Linked DNA regions of Bos taurus: region 1 is linked to region 2. A link is a contact called in public Hi-C data. All regions are on one chromosome and are shown on one strand. Each heading gives the region's core, a stretch centred on a gene start, on an enhancer-like site or on the middle of the called end of the contact. The rest is flanking DNA. Distances are from core to core; before and after follow the strand shown.

Region 1 (4,976 bases), core at 113-2,612, 590 kb before region 2:
GGGCCGCCCACAAATGCCCTGGGGGTGCAAGGGGGAGGGGCTTCAGATCTAGCCTTTGTTTAAGCCCCCTCCCCAGGAGGAAGCTGCTCCCATGGCCACCCCCACTGCCTGGATTACAGAGAGGGAGGGGCCGTGAGTGCAGCCTCCCCCTCACCACCCTCGGGTGGAGGGGCTCACGTGATGCACACAGGTGGACGCGCGTCTGAACCAAGAGTCCCCTCTTGTTCTGCACAGACACCAACCCCAAGCAGAGCCAGATTTCCCAGCAACACAGAAGGGGCCCCAGCGTCACCCCGGTGACATCCCTGTACTTGCAGCAGGCCCAGGAGTTCCCTGGAGTGACCCAAAGGAAAGGGTAGCCCTGCCCAGCCCAGTGCAGCCTGGGCACCAACTTCAGGGAAAAATGGAGCGTGGACTGCGGTTCAGACCTGGCCCTGGGCAGACCCCACCTGGAGGAGGGGAAGGAGTTTCAGGCCTTAAATAAGATGGGCAGTCTAGAGAAGGCCGCTGGCTCAAGGGCAAGGTCTAGGAGGCGGCCGGTTAGGGGAGGCAGTGGGAAAGCAGACAGTGGGGGCAGAGGCGGGCAGCATCGTGTGAACAGCACTGCACACGGGTGAGTTGGGGCTGGGGAGGCACGGGGATTTTGTACCGAGTGACTGGGTCAGGGCCAGGTGTTCCTGTAAAACCTGACTCGTTCAAGGGAGGCCATCTGGGCAGGTGGCCCTGGGCCCCATCCCCACCCTTGCCAACTTTCTTTGATTGCCGAGAACTGGGTTATGGTCATCAGGAAGCCGGGAGATGCTACTGGGAAAGTCAACTCGCTTTCGCAACAGGTGCATCGACCATCTCCGGCAGGTCTCAGCAACTCTGAGGACAAACAGGAGGAGGTGGGTTTCAAGAAGGAGACAGGGTTTCAGAACAGGAAGCCTGATCTGGCCCAGCTGTTTAGAGCCTGAGCAGAGGCCCCCCAGGGGCACGGCTGTGACTCATCCTGGCCTCTTCACCATCCAACTCGGAGGTTTCACCTCTTGGCCTGGCCTTCCTGTGCCCCAGTTCCGTCTTGGGTTTTCTCCCCTAGGAGATGTTGGGTGCTCAGGGCCTCCAGTAGCTCAAGGGACGGGGTACCAGCCACCCAGATGACCCAAGTTTCCCAGGAGAGGCCTGTGTCCTACATCCAGCAAGGGTGAGTTGGAGCCAAGTGGCCACCCATCAGTATGCAATCCAAACACCCACCAAGGCCCCTTGGCCAGTAATAAACCCAGCTGGATGCAAAAACAGGCCCGAGAGCCCAGGATACAGCCCTGCCCAGGTAATGATTAACGGGCAGCTCAGGGCCCTGGAGGTCACACTGATAATGAGAAAGTTTCCCTGAGCTATCTCAAGTGCAGAGGGCCCTGGGGAGGGGCCCTGCTGGCGCCCGACTCTGACTCCAGCTAACGCTTCCTGCCTCTCCAGGGTGTGCTCACTTCAATGACCCAACGTGGCCCTGCCCACAGGTACAGGGGCCTGACGTCAGGAGCCTGGGGACATGGCCCTGGTAAAGTCCACAGTGAGGACGCCAATGGGGGGCGTCCTCTAGGAGGCGGCTTTTCCCCGGACCCAATACAGATAAGCCCTTCCAAGATGAGAAGGCTTCGTGGCTTCTTATCTTTATGGCTTGCCAGTCCTGAGCCTTGGAGGGCCTCTCTCCAAGAGGAGTGAAACTCAGAAAGGATTTTCAGCAGGACTTTCAGCTTTTTTTTTTTTTTTGAAAAGCACTTTGGCATCTTGCAATGAAATTCTCCAACAACTTTCTTCCAAATTCCTGAACAACCTCAAATGCAGAACAAGTGAAGATGGCTAAGACCCTGATTTGGGTCTATCATGGCGCTTTGCAGAGTGCAGGAGAATCCTTTCACTGGGGAGGCAAGGCCAACAGAGAAGAAATAACAATAAAAAGGACTCTAAGAGACTTCTCTGGTGGTGTAGCAGCTAAGACTCCTTGCCCCCAGTGCAGGGGGCCTGGGTTCCATCCCTGGTCAGGAAACTAGATCCCACATGCCACAACTAAGAATTCTCAAGTGTGAGTGCTAAGTCACTTCAGTCGTGTCCAACTCTTTGTGACCCCATGGACTGTAACCTGCCAGGCTCCTCTGGCAGGGATTCTCCTCTGTCCATGGGATTCTTCAGGCAAGAATACTGGAGTGGGTTGCCATGCCCTTCTCCAAGGATCTTCCTGAGCCATTGGATCAAACCTGCATCTCTTTTTTTCTCCTGCACTGGCAGGCAAGTTCTTTACCACTAGCACCACTGGGAAGCCCAAGAGTTCTCATGCTGCAACCGAGACCCGGTGCAGTCAAATAAATTAATTATTTAAGATGAAGGGCGTACAAAGCCTCAGTGTTCTAGGAAAGCACAATGTCAGCAGAAGATGAATGGGGTCTCCCAATTTGCAAACAGATGTGAATACTCGCTGGAGGGCATTGTCAGGACGAAGACGGCGCCATGAGCCACCATCCCAGCTCTGGCTCCAACACCTTCTATCGAACCTTCTGCTGGGGTCCTCATCCACCCACGGAGTCCCAGCTCAGAGACATTTCAGTCTGTAATTCTTTTACCTTCCACTCCACCGGCCCCTCTGAACTGACAGCAAGGATCAGAAGCACCTTTCTTGCCAAGGACAGAAGCTAGGGGACTCTTGGAACACTTTCCAAGCTCTCCTTGCAGAACAGGAGCGGTGTACTGTTCCTTGAAAAAGCTGATCCTGATTCCTGCCGGCACACCCGTCACCTGGCACTCCAGGCGGTCCCCGGATGTCATCAAATATTGACATCCTGTCCTGGTGAGCGGGCAGCCAGCTCTGGGATCCTCTAACCTCAGGAGGCCACCCGCTGAGCTATGTGCTCAGAGCCTTTTATCTGCGATCTAATTCATCAGCTAGCTTGTACCAAGACCCCACCTCATCTCTCCAGTCAGGGTCTACTGGGCAAGTGACTCTTTCCCCTTCTTCAGATGAGTATGATCACGCCGATCTTCTCTCAAATATGTTGTACTTAAAAGTGCCCACAGAGACGTCCCTGGTGGTCCAGTGGTTAAGAATCCACCTGCCAATGCAGGGGGCAACAAGTTCCACCCCTGTTCAGGGAAGATCCCACGTGCTTTGGAGCAAATAAGCTTCAAGCCACAACTACTGAGCCTGTGAGTCACAACGACCGAGTTGCAACTACTGAAGCCCGAGCACCCGAGAGCCCGTGCTCTGCCACAAAGAGAAGCCACAGCCATGAGAAGCCCACACGCTGCAACGAGAGACTAGCCCCTGGTCGCCACAGATAGAGGAAGTCTGTACACAGCAACAAAGACCAGTGCAGCTATCAACGAGTAAACAAATTTTTAAAATAAAATTTCAAAAATAAATAAAATGTATTAAAATATAAACAAGCAAACTATAAAATAAATAAATAAATAAAACACTATGTGCCGTTGATGGAAATAACACCACCTCCTGTAAAGGAAGCAGTCTGGACCAAGAAAAAAAAACAAGCCCTATCAAGTTTCCAGATCTACCAACTAGTGTACAGGAAATACAGGACTAGAGGAAAATACTAAATGACACCCAGGGCTGCACGTGGCAGCATCTAGAACATTGGAAACCGTATACTGATTGATCTCTATCCTTGCTGGGTACATGGCGGGGGTGGGGGGGTCACTGTATTATTTACTCTGTTTCTCTGAATGTGCAAAATTTTGATAATAAGGCTTAAAAATAACTACAAGTATTTGGCACATACACATGTACACAAATACAAAGCAACACTCAGACACCTCTCCATAACCCACCGTGCTTGGAGACAGTGATAAGGAAAATGTAGAGGATGGACCCACACCCCACCTGCTGGAATGGGCCCCTTCCCTGCCCTCTCATCTCCACCTGGACCAACAGGCTCAAGCCCTCCTTCCCCTGCAGATCCTGGCCTAGCACAGCCTCAGGGCACAGGGATGGGGCCCACAGGCTCTGAATGGTGTGGTCGTGATGGGTTCCAGGAAACACCACGTCTGGGTGCATGGACGCTGATCTGACTCCGCCAGTCACCAGCTGAGAGACTTTGGGCAAATAACCCCTGGAGCATCACTTGACCTCTCTGAGTGCTGATGCTTTCCTCTGTCAAAAGAGAAGAGTTATTTGTTCAGAACACACTGTGATGGGTGTGAGGACGATGAAGATAAGAATCTCTGCTCTTAGGAGCAAAACCGTGCTTCAGGAACATCCAGCACAAGGCTGGACGCTAGAAGGACCATCCCAGAGGAAAAGGCCACTAAGGAGTTCTGGGCAGAAGAGAATAATTTGTCCCTGAATATCAGGGAAGGCTCCTTGGAGTAGGTGGCATTTGAGATGGACCCTGGAAGACAGGCTGTCAGGGGACAGGAAGAGAAGAGGAAGCCAGCAGAGGGAGCCCTGAGCCCATGAGAAGGAAGATGCCTGGTGGTAGGTCTGAGAAGGTAGGTTCAATCCCTAGGTCAGGAAGATACCCTGGAGGAGGAAATGGCAACCCGTTCCAGTATTCTTGCCTGGAAAATTCCATGGAAAGAGGAGCCTGGTGGGCTACAGAATATGGGGTTGCAAAGAGTTGGACTCGACTGAGCAACGAACATATATATACAGGTTACATAGAGAGGGTGGCTTAGGGAGAAAGACCTGATGCAATTTAAAGCCAGAAAGAGGAGAGACCCAGGGCAGCCTCTGTGAACCAGCTCTGATGGTAACAGAGACAAGACATCTGGCAGCACAGCGGGCTTACTCCTCTGTCTGTGTGCACACAGACATGCACACCACACACACACATGGGGGTGTGAAGATCGAACCAGGGTCTTGTGCACTGCAGGCAGATTCCTTACCATCTGAGCCACTGTGGAAGCCCAAGGCTGGGGCAGGAGTTCACAAACCATGTAGGAGAGAAAGGACAGCTGGAAAAAGGAAAGACACCAACTGCCAAATGCAG
Region 2 (5,039 bases), core at 2,480-4,979:
TTCTTGCCTGGAAAATCCCATGGACGGAGAAGCCTAGTGGGCTATAGTCCGTGGGGTCGCAAAGAGTCGGACACGACTGAGCGACTTGACTTGACTTACTTTACTTCCCATGCTTAGACCATACCACTGCTTTTCTCATAAGAACATTTAAGTACTTGAGCATTGTTAAGTTAAAGATACCTTACTTCTGAGCTTTCACTTGGAATGTTTATTTTAATGTGTTCTTTATTTTGCACTGGTTCTGCCTATAGTTACATGGTATATGTATGCCTGACTTGTAGTGATTCTAGAACAGCGCTGCTTAAACGATCTGCGATGAAGAACCTTTTAAAAGATTTCTTAAATCTTTTTCAAAATTTCCAATCCTTTGCGAGCCAGAACTTACACAAAAACGCAATAAAAACATCAGACTACAAAAAAAAAAAAAAAAAAAACTGCAGCAAATGTGTCTTTCTGGTGGGAGAAGTTGACAGTGGGGGAGGCTATGTACACATGAGTAGAGGTGAAGAATGTATGAAAATTTCTACATCTTCTGCTAATTTGCTGTGAACCTAAATATAAAGTCTATTTTCACAAAAAAAGAAAAGAAAAGCAAGAGAAGTTTCTAGTGCCTCGAAAATGTGATGTGAGAGCTACAATTTCGGTACAAGAGAAAGTGAACGGCACAGTACTTAAAGCAGGGGTTCTGCGCCACACACTGCTGAATGGCCGGGAGGCAGGCAGCTCACGTCAGTGGCCGCAGGAAGAGGAGGACCAAGTGACTCGGAGGGGTGCTCGGAATAACACACCCAAAGCGCTGAGAACACCGCCTGACATACACTAGGGGCTCAGTGTGCTTGCTATTATTAGAATTCTGCATTTTAACCCAACAAATAGCACTTGAGCAATTAACCATCTACCCTCTGAGAGAATGATCATAAAAGGGCTTATTTGCCAGGAGAACCTCAAGAGAAAGCTGCAAGGCTGAATTCAAGCAACCCTTCCCTTGAGGGGCCCTTCCTCAACCCAGACTGTTTCCCATCCTTTCCTCTTTGCTACGTTTTTTTTTTTTTTTTTATCTTTTATTTCTCCAGGCCAGAATGCTGGAGCGGGTAGCTGTTCCCTTCTCCAGAGGATCTTCCCAACCCAGCAATAGAACCAAGATCTCCTGCATTGCACGTGGATTCTTTACCAGCTGAGTATGAGGGAAGCCCGTGTTTAAATAGATACAACTTATTTAATCCACTAAGTTTTTTAAATGAACCAGTTTATTTGTTTTATTTTTAACTTAATTTTTATTTTATGTTCCAGTACAGTTTAATCAGGGCTCCCCAGGTGGCACTAGTGGTAAAGAATCCGCCCCCCAATGCAGGAGACGCAAGAGATGTGGGTTTGATCCTTGGGTTGGGAAGATCCCCGGGAGAAGGGAATGGCAACCTGCTCCAGTATTCTCGCCTGGAGAATCCTATGGACAGAGGAGCCTGGCAGGTTACAGTCCATGGGGTCGCAGAGAGTCGGACACGACTGAGTGACTAAACAACAGACAAGTACTGCAAATGCTCCCCGACCCCCATCACTCAGGATGCCGGTGCTGGACCCGGGAAAGGGTGGCGCAGCAGTGGCCTCACTGCCTGTAGGCTTATCCAAGAGCACTCCCAGGGACCTGTGCCAAACTCCTGTCCTCCACGTCCGTGAGAGTGCGTGTGGAATGCAGCCTGGTGCATGTCTGGCTGCAAGGGAGCAAGGGCAATAGGGTTCCAGCTTTGCAGGCTCTAAGATCAGAAAGGCACCCCTGGAAAGAGATGGAACTGGTTGGTAAGTGCCAGTGGACCCACCCAACAAAAACCCAGATAGCGTTTCTTATCCTCTAATGGACTAGGAACCTCAACCACTGGCAAGGGCCAAGCAGCCTTGAGAAACACGATTTATAGTAGCACTGAGCAAGACAAAGATTTTATTTTTTTGGCATTTATTTATTTATTTGGCTGCACTGGGTCTCAGTTGCATCATGCTGGGTCTTCGGTCTTCACTGTTGCATGTGGGATCCACTTCCATGACCAGGGATCAAACCCCAGCCCCCTGCATTGGGAGAATGGAGTCTTAGCCACTGGACCACCAGGCATGTCCCAAGATTTTGTTTTAAATTTACTTTCAGATTCTCTTAGGTTTTGGTGAAGCTCTCAAATATTATCTGCCTCCCCCAACACTAAATCTGCCTCTTACAGACACTCCTGAAATCAAAGCCTGATTGTGTAGGCATCTGAATGTTTTTTTAGGAAAGTTTTCATGTTTAAAATTTTAAAATCTATTTTACTTTTATTTAAAATTTTTAAAAGTTGAATACATTCACTTTTTGATTGCGCTAGATCTTCGTTGCTGTGTGCTGTGTTCTAGCTGTGGCGAGCGGAGGCGACTCTCTAGCTGTGGTGCACAGGCTTTTTCGTTGCGAGGCTTCTCTACTTGCAGGGCTCAGGCTCTAGGAGCACGGGCTTCAGCAGTTGCAGCATGCGGGCTCAATAGTTGTGGCACACGAGCTTAGCTGCCATGCAGCATGTGTGATCTCTCCAGACTAGGGATCAAACTCGTGCCCTGTCCCCTGCATTGGCAGGTGGATCCCTACTGCACCATCACAGAACTCCAGGAAGGTTCTCAAAGGTGCACAAGAACCTAAAAACACTGAGAAACACTGTGCTGAGGGTAGTGGGGTTCACCTATGACACCCCTGAGCCTGAGTGGAGGCAGGGCCTGTATGGGCTGATGGCCACTGTGAAGACAGACACCCCCAAGTGTGTGGTCCTGTGGGAGCCCCCAGCGCCCTCCACCCCAGGGTCCCTTGCTTATTGACCCTTTTCAGCTAAATGTGGGTGTGCATCATGGTCACCTGCAGAATTTGTTCACATACAGAATTCTGGTCCCCACCCTAACCCAGATCTACTTAGGGAAACCAATTTGACCAGATAGCCATATTTTTAACACACTTGATGACTGATTTAGATACAGCACCAAGTTTGGGGTCCAAGAGAAGTCTGTGCTTTGTTTCTTCTAGGTCCTGGCTTCCTCTCCTGGTACACCCTGCCCCATTCTGACTGCCATCATGGTGATTCAGGACAGTCAGGGTACCTGCCAGGGACAGGTGAGCACTCGTCAGCCACTCAGTGACCCATGGGGCCAGCGCCCAGCATGTGCACAGGCTCCTTATCTGGAAAAATGAAGGCTATCACTCATAGGAGGTACCAGGGAGGAATGACTCACATCAAGAACCTTGAAATCTGCAGATAAAAGGCAGCACCGATTCCCCACTGGAACTGCAGTCACAGAGACCACTCTTCTAGGTGGGCACGAGGTCCTTGCAGACCATCTGTGTGTGAAAACACCCGCCGCTCCACAGTCAACCCGTCTGTGCCCTTCACCATCAAAGTCACCATCCCCACTGGGTGTTAGTCACTCAGTCGTGTCCGACTCTGTGTGACCCCATGGACTGGAGCCCAGCAGGCTCCTCTGTCCGTGGGATTCTCCAGGCAAGAATACTGGAGCGGGTAGCCATGCCCTCCTCCGGGGGATCTTTGTGATCCGGGAACTGAACCCAGGTCACCATCCCTACACCACGCTGCAAAGACACACTGTTGCGTGAGGACCACTGCAGGGCATTTCTTCCCGAGTCTCACTCCAAATGTTTCTGCCTGGGATCAGCCCCAGCCATGGGACCTACTGGTTGCATTGAATGCTGTTGTCATGTCCCCGTGGACCTTACACTCTCTTTATTGCACTGAACAGCAGTCAGCACTCCAAGGGGTGAAGGGCACTGGATGACGCCCTCGCCAGGCGGCCAGATGTCGCCATGGGGCCAGCGGCTTTTATCCTGCGGCTGCTGAATTTCACGTATATCATATTTATCAGCGGGAACGTTGTCAGTTTTATAAATGGAAACTGAACAACCATAAATCATTCTGTGGGGAGGTAATTGTGGGGGACGAGGGGTAGGTCTGCTTGTCAGCCTGCCAGCCAGGTGTGTTCGTCCAGCAAGCAAGCAAATCTGCAGAGTGACCCCTGGCCCAGCTGATGCCCACCATTCTTTCTGCTGGGAGACACACCCTGGCAGACAGGGCAGAAGACATTCGCCAGCCTTGAAAGCTTCATTGGCCTGTTTATAAGATATTCTTATATTTCCCTGTTCTTTCCACAATGTCACGGTCACAGGATCAGAGTAACTAAACATATGTCTCAGAGCCTAAACATATACACAAGTATTACTCTTTGGTCTCCTACTTTGGGGTTATCCTGGTGGCTCAGACAGTAAAGAATCCACCAGCAATGCAGGAGATTCAGGTTTGATCCCTGAGTTGGGAAGATCCCCTGAAGAAGGAAATGGCAACCCACTCCAGTATTCTTGCCTAGAGAGTCCCATGGACAGAGGAGCCTGGCAGGTTACAGTCCATGGGGTTGCAAAGAGTCAGACATGACTGAGCGACAAACACTTTCACACTTTTACCTTACCTGCCTTCCATGCCCATCATTACAAGTTGATTTCCTCGAGGTCTAGTCTAACTTCTTCAAGTTTGTTTTATTTTCTGGCCTCAGCATGCAGCATGTGGGATCATAGTTCCCTGACCAGGGATTGAACCCATGCCCTCTGCAGAGGATGCACGCAGTCTTGACCACTGGACTGCCAGGGAAGTCCCAAGTTGAGATGATACTGCATGACTAATGGATTACACCCACCTCTGAGCATTTACTGTGTATACGCAGCGCAGGGACCTTCGGGAAGCCATGGTCTGGTGGACCCCACCAGATGGGAAACTTAGGGTCAAAGAGGTCAAGTACCTTGCTGGGGTTCCCCCAGCCAGTTAGTGGCAGAGCCAGAGTTAGAAATTACATTCAGTCTGTTTTCAAATTGAGATTCTTACAATAGGATGACGAGGGCTTCAGTAGACGGTGCCAGGGGCGAGGATCCCCGGAAAACATTCCAAAAATCGGGAGCTTCAATCCAACACCACTTTGTTGTGACAGCTTTTTCAAGGGCAGAGAATGTCAGGGAGTAAAAGACAGTCAAGAAAACAGCC

Evidence for each region. Hi-C and Micro-C count contacts between places; a contact is called where the count stands out from the background.
Region 1: a Hi-C map of liver shows a contact between it and region 2, with 2.4 times the contacts expected there. The contact joins two enhancer-like sites. A contact is called at or near these places in 2 of 11 Hi-C or Micro-C datasets (liver and skeletal muscle).

Annotation. Positions count from the first base shown.
Region 1 is chr12:32,753,972-32,758,947 of ARS-UCD2.0, reverse strand. No RefSeq gene overlaps it. Among named protein-coding and RNA genes, the nearest start is that of USP12, 100 kb to the right of the region's middle. Within about 2 kb of position 1,362, at least 12 of the 102 cell types and tissues checked have an H3K27ac peak or open chromatin away from gene starts, as enhancers often do. A contact at or near this core is called in liver, where this site is marked.
Region 2 is chr12:32,166,416-32,171,454 of ARS-UCD2.0, reverse strand. No RefSeq gene overlaps it. Among named protein-coding and RNA genes, the nearest start is that of TRNAC-GCA, 11 kb to the right of the region's middle. Within about 2 kb of position 3,729, at least 3 of the 102 cell types and tissues checked have an H3K27ac peak or open chromatin away from gene starts, as enhancers often do. A contact at or near this core is called in liver, where this site is marked.